2 separate regions of the Sus scrofa genome follow, and region 1 is linked to region 2. Evidence: chromatin contacts called from public HiChIP or PLAC-seq data. All regions are on one chromosome and are shown on one strand. Each heading gives the region's core, a stretch centred on a gene start, on an enhancer-like site or on the middle of the called end of the contact. The rest is flanking DNA. Distances are from core to core; before and after follow the strand shown.

Region 1 (7,338 bases), core at 3,037-5,536, 260 kb before region 2:
CAAAACTGAGGTGCATAACTTTGTGTATAATCCCTGGTAAATTTCATTTTCATTTTAGTTCATCTTACAAAATGTCTTACCTATGGGAATCTGTTCAGGTCTTTTTTTTTTTTTTCCCTTTTTCTTTTTCGGGCCACCCTCATGGCATATGGAAGTTCCCAGGCTAGGGGTTGAATCAGAGCTACAGCTGCCAGTCTATTGGTCTATACCACAGCCATAGCAAAGCCAGATCTGAGCTGCATCTGCCACCTATACCACAGAGATTTTTTAACCCACTGAGCAAGGTCTCATCCTGCCTTGCCTCCTGACTCTACCCTCTCAAGTTCAAAATCTCAGTGTGACTCTCAAGGCTTTCTCTCTCTCTCTCTACTCAACAGGTGACCAGGCGTAGTCGATTCTGCAGACTTAAAGCCAGTCTTCCCACCGTCTCTGACCAGGACCTTCACGACTTATCTCCCTGCCCAGGCCTGGCCTCCCTGATCCACCCCTCTTGCCAGCTCCACTTGAACACCTTCAATGACTTTGTGGTGTCTTGGACACATCCGGCTGCCTTAGCAGGCACATGGGACCTCCCGTGGCCTCAGACATCCCCACTGGTGGCCAGGCCCATCATAGTTGGGCTGGACACAGGGGCCTCCCCTCCATGCTCTGCACACATCAGAGCCCCCCAGGGCCCCTCAGGGCTCTTGCACTTCTGGCTGGACCACCCTGGCCCCCTCACTGTCAAACTCCTCATCCCGCCTTTAAACTCACAGCAAATGTCACTGCATTTGTGGAGACCCTCCCACACCCTCCCTAGGGGCCCACAGCTCCCTGCCCACACCCCACAACTTCCCCTCAGGTATAGAAGGCCCAGTGACCATGATCTCAACCCTGTGGGAGCCTCAGCACCCCATGGGCCGGGTTCACGCTGGGTGACCAAATGCCGTGTGGTACACAATTCATAAAATGAGAGAAGAAATGCTTTGGGGGCCTCTGAGCCCAGAGGCTGAGGAACCACATGAGAAGTGAGTGGCACTCTGCAGACGTGGCCCCTCCTTCCCTGTTTATGCTTCAAGATGGCCGAGAACCAGAGCAAGACCAGAAGCTGCAGGATGAAATGATGCTCTGGACCAGACTGGTGGTTTTGACCAGAGGCTGCAAATGAGGCCTGCGTTTGGCTTGATGTGCTCAGCTCACTAAAATGCAAGGCCTCCCGGAGAGGAAGACCTTGCCACCATTTGTAGGTGAGTTGCTGATGTGTGTTCATTACCAAGGCTGTTCTGGTCCAGGCCCTAGAGAGAGAAGAACGTCCCGATAAGCCTTGAGAGTCAAGCTAAGCAAGAGCAAAGCCAGGTGGGAAAAGGGAGGCACGGGCCCATTGGGTTCTGCAGCAACGCCCCTGGTGGGCGGAGCCCCATGGCCCTGGTGGGTGGAGGTTTCTCAAGACACACCCCACCCAGAGACTTTGGAAAAATCCAGGGCACAGAAGTCTCCTAAGGCAGGCTAGCAAAGCAGCGCATCATCAAGCAGGGAACACTGTGGTTTGCAGGCAAGACCGGAGGGGAACAGAGGATATGGAAACTTTCATGGACATGGAAGTGAGAATCAGGTGGGCCCAGCTCAGAGCAGTCATGAAAGAAACAGGCCCGGCCCGGCAGAAGAGGACAGATGGGCAGGGAGGAGAGGCTGCTCAGCGCTGCTGGGGAGGGAACATGCCAAAGCTTGTCTGGCCTAGTCAGGGATTCTGGGTGACACTGTTAGCAAATGACAGCTGACATGGAGGCGGCATCGCAGAGGTTAATGGATGACTCAGAGGCATTATTTATTATTGTTATTTTTGCCCCCGCTCATGTGGCTTATAGAAAGTGCTTTGTCAAGATTTGCAGGCCCAGCCATGTATAGATGATCTAAGACTGGTTCTTGGGGGGAACCCCTGTTGATGCAGCTGGAAAGCAGCCTGGGAGCAGGGGGGACTGAAAGATGGCTGAGGGGCACAGAACCAGGACGAAGAACGAGGCTCTGGACCCCTCCATACTAGGCGGGCAGCTCCAAGTCCACAGGCTTGAAGAAGACGGGTCAGGACAGGCTCTGCTGCCAGACTGCGGAAAAGCCATGAAAATTCTTCAAGGTGACCTGGCCCGGGTTGGCTTAACATAGCAGCCGGCCCAGTGGCACATTAATGAATTGCATTATCCCCGGAACATTTGCCAAGGGACTGATGTCTCCAGGATTCACTCAGGGTGATTGGTGACTGTATCAACTGAGAGGGTACAAATTCCAAGCCATCACCTAGCAAGTTCAGTATATGTGAAAAAGCTGGGCTGTTCTCCATAACGTGATGAACTACTCTAAGGAGAGCAAGACTGCGATTTTTTTTTTTTTCCCTTTGGATCTCTCTCTCCATCTAATCTGTCTATTGCTGAAGACAAGGTTGGGTCAGGCAAGGAAAGAAAGCACTTACCTGGATATGCATTGAATATAGACACAGAAGCTTTTGAGAATCTTAGAATGTTTTCTGTTATTTATGTGTTTGTCTCATTGTTTTTTTTTTTCTTTCTTCCTTTTTATTTATTTGTTGGTTGGTTTTTTGGTCTGGCCCATGGCATGCAGAAGTTTCCTGGCCAGGGATCGAACCTGAGCCACAGCAGTGACAACTCTACATCCTTAACCACTAGGCTGCTAGGGAACTCCCTCTTTCTTTCTTTTTAAAGAGCCTTCTTTTAGGTTTGGAAATCCCAAAGTGTGAGCAACCCTATTACGACTTGGATTTTGGCTTCTGAACACGCACGTTAATATGCGACTATATGCTCAAATGATTTTTGCGTGAAATTCACCCAGGCTTTCCAGGAACCAAGGAATCCAGCAGAGGGTTTCGTGAGAGCTTGCATGCAGGCCATGAATAAGACCATTGAGCAACTTTCTTGGGCTATAAATACCTCTGCGGCAAGCTTAAGAATTCAGTGAAATCCAGGGGGCACACGCATCTTTGAGGGGACAGACCCATGTGGAAGAGGGCCAAAGTCAAGACATGCTTTCCCTTGGGCACCATTTTTTTAGACTGCTTGTGGTGGGATTGGCCCGTGTCTCTCTGCCCACACAAACTCTCAGCTCCTAGCAGCTCTTCTGGAACATCTGGGACTTGCAGCAGCTGGGCAAGTGGAGTGGTCCAAAGGAAGAAGGGACTGGTGATGAAGAAGGGCCAGGCTGCCAAAACTCAACTGAGAAGATGGCCAGCATGACCCCCCCTCCTTCTTAAGGGCCGGAGTTCCTTCAGAATGAGCCAGATCCAAACAGGGCCCTCCCCGACCTGTAATGCACAGCTTAGCAGAGGGTCTTAGGGAAAACCGCAGTCCAGGCTGATGCTGCAGGGAAGTCCAGGGATCTTTCAGCCAAAGGGATTGGCTAGGGGTGAGGCTAGGCGGGAGCAGAGCTTGAGCTCATGGTACCAAAGGGACACAGCCTTAAGGACAGCACTTCCAATCACATGATAGCATGACAGGAAACAGTAAATGGAGAAACCAATGAGAAGGCCCAGGACACTTCTTTGGAAAAACCCAAGAAGGCCTTGAGCACCAGCCAGGATTCTACAAGGGCTATTCACATTTGGCTGGAGGCCGGCTCTAGGGAGAAGTCACAATCAAACACTCCCTGGATGTGTCTTCAGAGGAGTGATGCACACTTCTGAGCTCCTCTGGGGCCAAGCGAAGCCCCAAGGTCCCAAGGTCCCCAAGTAAACAGAAGACGGCCTCCCACACTCCTGGCGCTAACACGCAGGAAGCTGCTGGCCTCTGGCCCCTTATTGGCTGGGCCACACCTCTCATGACAGCCTTCTTGGCCTTACAGGCCCTAGTCATCCCAGCTGGGTTAAGAAAAGGTAACAGAGTAAGTGGAGAATTCAGGGCACTGGGCGGAGTTCAAAGATAGACTTCATCAGCGTAAGCAGCACTTTCCTGTTTTTAGGGCATATAATTACAATGTCTGCATTCAGCTTGGGATCCAGCTTCCTAGACTGACTCAGTCCACAGCAGCCCCTCCCTCCCTGTCCTTCTCCAGGACATGGATTGCCTTGAATCATTCTTAAATGTTTCCTGTATATACCACATTCTTTCCATTTTCCTAATCCTACGCTGTGCCTGGAACGAAACTCAGAGGCAAGGAAATAATGGCCCCTTCTTGTCCTCAAGGGGACTTACAGTCCAGTGAAAGAACAGGCATGCAGAGAATAACGTTACTGTGACAGCACAGAGGTGAGAGACCCAAGGCCGGCTTGGCTGGTAGGCTCCACAGGAGGAGAAATGGACCAAGATGTTACCCAGGCGACAGTAGGTGTGACTTGATACCTCACACCAGAAGTAGAAGCCAGGTGGAGAGTCACTGTGGAAAAGCACCTGGAAATCTAAAACCAGGGGAGCCTGAGTGGCCAGAAATGGAAAACTCAAGTGGGGGCGGCAGGGGCTGGTGTTGGTGGGGGGGTACACAAAGCAGAAATCAGGAAGCAGAGAGCTGAGACCAGTGAAGCGGAAGCTGGGGCTCTTGCCTAAAATTGCTACTACTCACAGCTTGGGGGGGGCGGGGGTGAGGCCAGGACTAAGCTTGTAGATGGGTCAGCTAGACTGCAAAGATCAGGGGCAGGATGACAAGAGATAGCAGATTTAGGAGATGATTAGGAGGCAACTGATTATGAGGCAGGAAGGAGAAGGAAGCATCTAAAATAATCCTGAGGTTCTAGCCTGGAGGCGGCCTGGCAAGGCGCCTGGTAACATAAACCAGCAGACTAGGGGAGGGGCAGGCTGGAGAAGGAAGGGGCTGGTCCCTCTGGGGCAAGTTGAGTGTCAAGGTTTTCACGGGGTGACCCAATAGACTGGTTAGGGAGTCACTGGAAATACAGCCTCTGTACCCCAGGATCCGGATCAAGACTGGAGACTGCATCTGGGGGTCATCCGCCAGGAGTGTAGACGGTCACCACAGAAGGTGATTGGCAGGTCCCAAGGCCAAAACATAGGGATCCTGCATGTCCCAAGAGCGGCTCTGAGTATGAGAGAGCCATGTATTGGGGAGGCGGGGTGGGTGCAGACGCTGAATCTCAGAGGCAGGGAAACAGGTGGAGGAGGGGACCTTGAGGCCATGAAGGTACCCTTCTTCAAAAACGAGCTTGATGGTGAAGGGAAGGCATGACATGGAGCAGTCATTTGAGAGGGGTTTTTTAGAGCAGGATGTCCTTGGCATGTTCCAAGGACATGGGAAAGGAGCCAACAAGTAGACAGCATTGAAAGTTCAAAATAGTGGAAATGATGGCAGGGAGCAGGAGGTCTGGGGGAGGGGCTGGCGAGGGGTCAGGTGGCAGAGCATCCTTTAAAGGGCCGCAACCCTTCATTTTCAGAGGCTGAGGGAGGGCTTGCAGGATGGATGAGAAGCTGGGCAAGGTGGTAGTGCCATCAAGCAATAAACACACCACTGCTCCTAGGACCGTGTGTGTGTGTGTGTGTGTGTGTGTGTGAGAGGGGCGTGAGAGAGAGAGAAAGAGAGATCTCAGATTATCAAGGCAAGGAGTTCCCACTGTGGCACAGTGGGTTAAAGGATCCAACATTGCTGAAGCTGTAGCGTAAGTTGCAGCTGCAGCTCAGATTCAGTCCCTGGCCTGGGAACTTCCATATACTGAGACGTGACCATAAAAACAACAAAAAAGATTATCCAAGCAAGTCTTTACAAAGCGCTGAGTACCAGTCACTCTTCATCTCTTGAGAGCTGGGCTGTGCCTTTAAAGGTTATTTGTATTGACCTGGCACACTTTGCCAGAGTGAATTTAATAGGAATAAGATGAGGAGAAGAACTCAACTTACAGTTGAAAAATAATAATTACTCAGTGAAAAGAAAGGATATTAAAAGAAAGAAAGCGTTTCCTCTCTTTTAAGTTGCTATCTTGTTTATATGCCTTTTTTTTAATTATAGTTTATTTACTGGAGTTCTCCTGTGACACAGAGGGCTAGGGAACTGCATTTGTCACTTTGGTGGCTTGGGTCACTGCTGTAGCACAGGTTCGATTCCTGGCCTGTGAACATCCACATGCTGTAGGCACAGCCAAAAAATATAGTCAATTTACAATGTTGTGTTAGTTTCAGTATATGGCAAAGGAATTCAGTTACATATTCTTTTTCACTTTCTCTTCCATTATGGTTGATAACAGGATACTGAATCTAGTTCCCTGTGCTATACAATAAGACCTTCTTGTTTATTTATTTTATATGTAGTAAAAGAACCCCAAACTCCAAATCTAGCTCTCTCCCCCATCACACACACCTTTCCCTTTGTAACCATAAGTTTGTCTTCTATGTCTGTGAGTTTGTTTCTGTTTTGTAGATAGGTTAATTTGTGTCATATTTTTATTTTTTATTTTTTATTTTTTTGTCTTTTTGTCTTTTGTTGTTGTTGTTGTTGCTATTTCTTGGGCCGCTCCCGCAGCATATGGAGATTCCCAGGCTAGGGGTCGAATCGGAGCTGTAGCCACCGGCCTACGCCAGAGGCACAGCAACGCAGGATCCGAGCCGCGTCTGCAACCTACACCACAGCTCATGGCAACGCCGGATCGTTAACCCACTGAGCAAGGGCAGGGACCGAACCCGCAACCTCGTGGTTCCTAGTCGGATTCGTTAACCACTGCGCCACGACGGGAACTCCATATTTTTATTTTTTAAGTTTCATTGAAGTATAGTTAATTTACAAGGCTGTGATCATTTCTGCTGTACCGCAAAGTAACCCAGTCATGCATATATACATATCCATTCTCTCTCGGATTCTTTTCCCACATAGGCTGTCACAGAATACTTGGTCCATTGGCTCTACTGGGTAGAGTTCTCTTTGCTGTACAGCAGGTCCCTGTTGGCCAGTCATTCCATACATCTCCGTGTGCAGATGCCAGTCCCAAACCCCCAGTCCATCCCTCCCCCTGACCTGTCCCCTTTGGTAACCATAAGTTTTTCAAAGTTTATGAGTCTGTTCTGCAAATAAGTTCATTTGTGTCCTTTTTTTTTTTTTTTTTTTGGCTTTGTTTTTAGGGCTGTACCTTCAGCATATTGAAGTTCCCAGGCTAGGGGTCAAAGTGGAGCTGCAGCTGCCAGCCTACACCACAGCTCATGGCAATGTTAGATTCTTAACCCACTTAGCAAGGCCAGGGATCAAACCCGCACCCTCATGGATTCTAGTCGGGTTCTTAATCCATTGAGCCACCGTGGGAACTCCCATCCGTATCTTTTAGATACAAATTTTAGATTCCACATATAAGTGATATCATATAGTCTCTCTGTCTTTCTTTTTCTGATTTACTTCACTTAGTACGATAATCTCTAGGTCCCTCCATGT
Region 2 (7,395 bases), core at 1,351-3,850:
TTTTCTTTTGCTTTTTAGGGCTGCACCTGCAGCATATGGAAATTCCCAGGCTAGGGATCGAACTGGAGTCGCAGCTGCAGGTCTATGCCACAGCCACAGCAAGACCAGATCTGAGCTGTATATGCAACCTATGCTGCAGCTTACAGCAACACGGGATCCTTAACCTAATGAGCAAGGCCATGGATCAAACCTGCATCCTCATGGATACTAGTCAGGTTTGTAACCCAATGAGCCACAATGGGAACTCCAACCTGCCCAAATCTTAACATCCCACACAAAAGTCTTTGCTCCAAATGGATAGAAGAGAGCCTGGGTCACGCTCTACATCACTGGCATCAAGGGCCCCACAGAAGCGTGACTGGAGAACCCCCCCCCCAGGCAAGTACTGGGCCTGCCACTCACTCACTCCTCCTCCTTGGCTATGTTTGCTCCTCTGTAAAAGTGAAGGAAAGAAATTGAACAAATCCACACAGCACTGATTATGTGCCCAGTGCTGTTCTTTGTGCTTCACAAAGAGTAACGACTTTAATGCCCAGAAAACTCTGAGATAGCATTTGTACTGTCATCCCCATTTTAGGGAGGAGACAACCAAAGCACAGAGAGGTTAGGTCACTTGCGCAAGGTCACACAGCCCCATAAAAGCAGAACCTGGATCTGACTCTGACCTCAGATTCTGCACTCTTAGCCAATACCTCATGCTGCCTCCCCAGATCGACCCCAAAGCCAACAGCAAAGACCCCGATGATTAACTCAGCTGAAGTAAATTACCCGAACATGGGCCAGGCGATGCTTCTGCTAAGCACTGAGATACAGACTCCCAGGGATCAAGACCCTCTTCCTGCCTGTGGCCATTTGCCTCCAGGTGCACCTAAGGAGGAGAGGTGAGCAAGGACCAGGAAAGAGCAGGTTATTGATCAGATCCCTTCCTCCAACCCCAAAGTCCAGTCCAACAGCCTAGACACCTTCCAGGGAGAAGGGGGAAAGCTATCAGGAATGATGGCCACGGGGACAATGCTGGGGAAGCTTCCTGGAAAGTCCCTTGGTGTGGAAGCCGATGGAAGCAACTAGAAGTGGGTTGAGCCACAGCAGAGGAAGGTAGCCAGGGAGGAGTAAGCTGTGGCCTCAGCCCAGAGCAGGCCTGGGGAGCCACGGACAGAGGGCTCGGCCATGGGGCAGAGAGGGAGAGGAGTTGAGGCAAAGAGGTGAGGACCATGGTGATGCCGCAGGAAGGGGCTGGGCAGTTGCATCACTGAGACTGGGAGGACCAGGATCGTGGGCAGGAGGACCAGGCCTAACCGTAGATCCCAAATGACCTTTCCCCCAGACAGCCAGGCCATCTGGGATGAAACATCCGTGCGCTGAGCCACTCTGAGCCTCACTCCCAATCTCATGCCTATTTCCCATGTGACCAGAGCCTGGGTACCAGAAGCCTCTGGAGAGAAGACCCATCAGAGGAGCGAGGGATGGGAATGGGACCCAAATGGTCAGGTCACACGTCCCCTGGCTTCGGATGGGAAGAGCCTCCATGAAACTTCAGGATGACAACCCCCAAAATTGGCGAAGACAGTTCCAAATGGCTGCAACGAAATGGTGGTTTCCCACAAGCAGCTGAGACCTCCGGTGGGGGGTTCATCCAGGTCAGATGCAACTGTACCTTGTCAGGGTCTTTCCACTGAAGTTTCCAGCATAACTTAACCGTTTGGGGGTTTTATTTTATTTTATTTTTTTTCTTTCACCAAGGAAATAGGGGATGCCCAAGTTCAGGTCCCCAAACCAGAAAGACTGTGGGTGCCTCAAATAAAGCAGGGGGTTTTAGTGCAGTCCCCGAGGGGGACTCACTTCACCCTTGGTGCTGCCCCCCACCCCCACCCCACCCCCGCCCTGGCCTCTTCCTCTCTCCTTACGCTCCCATTCACAGAGAGGGCCGCCCACAATTCTCATCTCTCTCCTGCCCAAAGTCAGGGCTCTCAGCTTTACTGTGTCTAAAAATCTCCAGAGCAACCTGTCAAAGCCCCACCCTCCAATGCGTGGGATGAGGCCCAGGAATCTGCATTTTGCACCAGCATCTCAGCTGGTCCTCATACACTGGAGTAGAATCTCCCAGAAGGCAGACACCCTGTCTTTCATGGATCACCTGTGTGCCCAGCAAACGCTCGTGCTGGCTCATTCTGACACGCACACACTCACACCCAGAAGGCTGCAGGATGCACAGCAAGTATCCGAGCCTCTGTGGGTCAAGTTCTGAAGCACTGGGAGCCGGGGAAGGCATGTGTCACTGTGTTCCGGTCCCTCTGAAGCCCTCACCTGCTCTCTGACAGCTTCCCATCCTGAAACCACACGGTACAGTAAAAAACAGAAAAAAGAAAGCCGTTAGACCCCAGTGAATGTTATTTTTAATGAAAGTGGTGCGTTTTGACTCACAATATTGAAACCAGATTATAAATGAGTCATCCGTGAATCAACCACAAAGAGCCAGTGTGAAGGTGATTTACAGGCGGGCGCTGACGTCTGCCGTCCCTTCACCCACTTCGTGGAGAGTCTGTCAGGCTTGGAGTGGGTCTGGGGCATCTGTTGCCACGTCAGCTCAAAAGGATGCTGTGTTGTCACCAATGGGATTCCCCAGCCTGGCGGCATCGCGGTCCCACCCACAGAGCAAAGGCAGCCTTCACCGGACAAGGTGGTTACATCATAGCTGCTAGCTTCCAGGTAGTGACTGGTATGTACTGGAGAGAGACCTGTGCCATCTGTTCCTCCCATGCTCCCAGTCGCCTCCGTAAGGCCCACATCCTCCCACCTGGTCTTCGAGAGGCAGCCTACGAGAGGGCAGAAACGTGGGACTTAAAAGTGGGCTTGAGGAGTTCCCACTGTGGCTCAGCAGTAACAAACCCAACTAGTATCCATGAGGATGCAGGTTTAATCCCTGGCCTCGCTCAGTGGGTCAAGGATCCAGCATTGCCATGAGCTGTGGTGTAAGGTCAAAGACATGACTTGGATTCCGCATTGCTGTGGCTGTGACGTAGGCCAGCAGCTGCAACTCCAATTGGACCCCTACCCTGGGAACTTCATATGCTGCAAGAGCAGCCCTAAAAAGAAAAAAAAAAGAAAAGTGTGCTTGAGGAGTTCCCATTGTGGTGCAACAGTATCAGCACCATCTCTGCAGTGCCAGAATGCAGGTTTGATCCCCTGTCTGGTGCAGTTAGGTTAAGGATCTTGTGTTGCCGCAGTCAACACAACTGTAGCTTGGAACTGATCCCTGGCCAGGGAGCTCCATATGCCCCCAGGAAGGAAGGAAGAGAGAGAGAGAGAGAGAGGGAGGGAGGGAGGAAGGGAGGGAGAGGGAGAAAGAAAAAGAAAGAGAAAGAAAGGAAGAAAGGAAAAAGAAAAGTGGGCTTGAGTCCCAGCTCTAGCAGGGCAGCTGCAGAGAGTCAGGCAACAGCCTCCTGTTTCTCATGGCCTGAAATGTCAACATTATCACCTGCCTACCTCCCTTGCGGAAATGTTGCAAGGTTATCCTGGCCCATTCCAGGATAAGTAGTCGGTAGAGGACTGAAAACCTACTGTCTGAATGTGTCCTGCTGCTAAGCCACAGCCCCAAGCTCTCCAGGACTCTCCAGGACATCTGGAGAATGCAGCTGGGCTCCCAGCTTCCAGATGCCTTCTCAAAGTGGCCTCCATCAGGGCAGGAATCTACAGCAAAGAAACCCCTCTGACAACACCAGAGACAACAGGGTCAGTCTGGTAGGACAATGAACCATTGACCAATCCAGCAGGTCAGCTGGGAACACTGTGTCTACAAATCAGGATACACCATGAGCAAAACTATGGTCCACGTACAGTAACTACTCAGTAAATGCTATTAAACATGTGACCAAGAAAACATCCACAAAGAAGGTGAGAAATTCATTAAATCTGCATAAGAGAGAGAGAGGGCAGGGGAGAAGGAAAAAACTGTTCGGCAGAGGGAGTTCCCTCTGTGGCTCAGCAGGTTAAGAACCCAACTATTATCCATGAGATGGGGGTTCGATCCCTAGTCTCGCTGAGTGGGTTAAGGATCTGGTGTTGCCATGAGCTGTGGTTTAGGTTGCAGACGCAGCTTGGATCCTGAGTTGCTGTGGCTGTGTTGTAGGCTGGAAGCTGCAGCTCAGATTTGACCACTAGCCTGGGAACTTCCATATGCTGTGGGTATGGCCCTAAAAAGATAAAAATAAATGAATGAATAAATAAAACTGTTTGGCAGAGCCACCTGAAGTCCTCTTCTATACACTGCAGATGCACAACAGAATCAGCATTAAAGAGGAAGAGGGCACAGGCAAGGCTTTTAGGGTCAGGCGAATCTCAACTTGCATGCCAGCCTCTTCTCCCTGGTCCTGGGTCCTTGGGGAGGGTGTATATTGTCATGGGGACTCCATTTTTCCAGTGGCCTTCCTCCCAGGCTCGTGTGAGGATTAAGCAGCATCGTGTGTGTGTCATACTTAGGCAGTGCCTGGGACATAGGTAACACTCAATGAATGTTGGTTTCTTCCTGTGGAAGATGGCAAAATATGACCACAAATTTCTTCCTATCTTGGCAAGCATGCCCCCTTGACAATGACTTAGCTGCTCTCCCATCAAGAGTTAGTCTGGGGAGTTCCCTGGTGGTCTAATAGTTAGGATTCAGCGTTTTCACCACTGTGGCCCAGGTTCAATTCCTGGTCTGAGAACTGAGATTCCACATCAAGCTAATGCATGCTATGACCAAAAAAAAAAAAAAAAAAAAGTTAAAGTCTGTTTCCCTTCTCCCTTGAATCTGTGACTTGCTTTAGCCAATAGAATTTAGCAGAAGTAACAGTGTGTGACTTACATGGCTAGCCATTTCAGCTTCCTCATTTGCCCTCTTGAAATGCTGCCATGGCCTTGGGACCCCTATGGAAGGAAGCTGGTCTAGCCTGCTAAAAAGGACAGGCCATGGGAGAAGTGAGGTCCCCAACTTGCCTGCCAGCACCAGCTGCCAGACATGTGACCCTCCTGAAGTGACCTTTTAGCCTTTGGCTGAATGAAGCCACATGAGTGAGCCCAGGCAAAATCAGCAGAGAAACTGCCTCCCTCACCCCTAAAATCAGGAAAAATAATAAATCTCTGCTGTGTGAAGTCACTGAGCCTTAGGCCAATCTATTATGCAGCAAATTTTACTGACACACCCTTCTCATCCACTACCTCCAACAAATCTTCTCCCTTGGGTAACCTTGAATTTCCCCTAGCTACACCTGGCAGATTATTCAGTGAAATACTAACTGAGAATTTATTGGGACCAGGAGCTGTGATCGGCCTGTCATGAAGTCATTTTCATGTACACATGTTATAATAGTTCATCAATCAAACAATTAAATAGCACCTACCAACCTAAGCTGATAGTTAGCAAGTAGGCTTGTTCAACATTTAAAGTAGATCATGGAGAGCTCCCGCTGTGGTGCAGTGGGTTAAGAATCTCACAGCAGCAGCTTGGGTTGCTGTGAAAGTGAAGATTCGATCCCCAGCCCAGCACAGTGGTATAGAGGATCCACCATTGCCAAAGCTACGGCATTGCCGTAGGTTGCACCTGTGGCTTGCATTTAGTCCCTGGCCTGGAAACTTCCATGGGTGCAGCCAAAAAAGGGAAAAATACAGATCACAAATTCAGCTATTTATCCCCAATTCCACTACATTCTCTTGCCTGGATCACAGTAATATCCTTCTCATCTGTCTCTCCCTTTGAATTCTGTCACCCTACACATTGCCTTTCTCCACAGAGGGATTTTTGAAATATAGTCACTCGTTCTGCAAAAATTTAGTTTTGAGCAGAAATATCTACCTCCACAGAATTTACATTCTAGTTGACATTTTTAAAATGAATAGGTAAATTAATAAATAAAATATGTGGTGATAAGTGTTAAGAAAAAGAGTTCCATCATGGCACAGCAGAAACGAATCTGACTAGCACCCATAAGGACGCAGTTTCGATCCCTGGCCTCGCTTAGTGGGTTAAGGATCCAGCGTTGCCGTGAGCTGTGGTGTAGGTCGCAGATGTAGCTTGGATCCCACATTGCTGTGGCTGTGGCATAGGATGGCAGCTGTAGCTCCAATTTGACCCCTAGTCTGGGAACCTCCATATGCCTAGAGTGTGGCCCTAAAAAGCAAAAAAACAAAAAAAAAAAAACAAAAAACAAAAAGAAAAACAAACAAAAAAACAGGTGTTAAGAAAAAAATAAAGTAGAAAAGGTGAAGGGGAATAAGCAATATTGGGAGGGGTTACAATTTTTTTTTCTTTTTTGGTCCCCCAGCAGCTTGTGGAATTTCCCAAGCCAGGGATCAAATCTGAGCCGGAGCTGTGACCTACGCCACAGCGGCTGCAACACTGGATCCTTAACCCTCCGTGCAGGGCCGGGGATGGAACTGGCACCTCCACAGAGACAAGCTGGAGCACTGACCCTCCACACCACAGCAGGAACTCCAGGGACTGGAATTTTAGATAGGATAATCTCTCCGACCAGGAGAGATTTCAATGAGAGACGGTGACATTGAATAAAGTTCCCACTATTTCACAGTGGGTTAAGAATCCAACTACCATAGCTCGGGTTGCTGAGGAGACACGGGTTCAATCCCTGGCCTGGCACAGTGGGTTAAAGGATCCAGCATTGCCCGATTCAGTCCCTGGCCCGAGAACTTCCATATGCCAAGGAAGAAAAAAGACCAATGGGAACACCAAGAATAAAGACCCCAAAGCAGAGCCCTTCCTGACAAACATAAGAAATAGTAAGGAGGCGAGTGTGGCTGTAGTTTAATAAGCAAGGAAGTGAGTAATGTGAGATGAGTTCAGAGAGGTAACAGGGAGGTAGAGAAAAATCAGACTCCATAGCACCTTATAAGTCATATACGGACTTAGCCTTTTCCTCTAAAGACATAGAAAGAAACAGAAGCTTTTTTTTTTTTTTAAACAGCTGCAACCTGCGGCATATGGAAGTTCCCAGGCTAGGTGTCGAATAGGAACTACAACTGCCAGCCTACACCACAGCCACAGCAACACCGGATCCAATCCTTGTCTGCAAACAATGCCACAGCTTGCAGCAATGTCAGATCCTTAACCCACTGAGGGAGGCCAGGGATCAAACCCGCATCCTCATGGATACAAGTCAGGTTCTAAACCCGCTGAGCCACAACAGGCTGAGCCACAACAGGAACTCCCAGGAGCATTTTTTTTTTTTTTTTTTTTTTGTCTTTTTGCCTTTTCTAGGGCCGCTCCCAAGGTATATGGAGGTTTCCAGGCTAGGGGTCTTATCTGAGCTGTAGCCACCAGCCTATGCCAGAGCCACAGCAACGCGGGATCCGAGCCGCGTCTGCAACCTACACCACAGCTCAGGGCAACGCCAGATCTTTAACCCA

The links. HiChIP or PLAC-seq counts read pairs in DNA pulled down with a chosen protein or histone mark.
Region 1: an H3K27ac HiChIP or PLAC-seq map of alveolar macrophages shows a contact between it and region 2. The contact joins two enhancer-like sites. A contact is called at or near these places in 2 of 2 datasets of contacts at active chromatin or transcription factors (alveolar macrophages and skeletal muscle).

The regions. Positions count from the first base shown.
Region 1 is chr14:56,472,514-56,479,851 of Sscrofa11.1, reverse strand. LOC102158473 (a long non-coding RNA gene) reads left to right here. Exons shown (of 7, transcript XR_002338950.1): 5 at 378-1,226. Among named protein-coding and RNA genes, the nearest start is that of IRF2BP2, 70 kb to the left of the region's middle. Within about 2 kb of position 4,286, at least 27 of the 83 cell types and tissues checked have an H3K27ac peak or open chromatin away from gene starts, as enhancers often do. A contact at or near this core is called in alveolar macrophages, where this site is marked.
Region 2 is chr14:56,208,891-56,216,285 of Sscrofa11.1, reverse strand. No RefSeq gene overlaps it. Among named protein-coding and RNA genes, the nearest start is that of TOMM20, 100 kb to the right of the region's middle. Within about 2 kb of position 2,600, at least 17 of the 83 cell types and tissues checked have an H3K27ac peak or open chromatin away from gene starts, as enhancers often do. A contact at or near this core is called in alveolar macrophages, where this site is marked.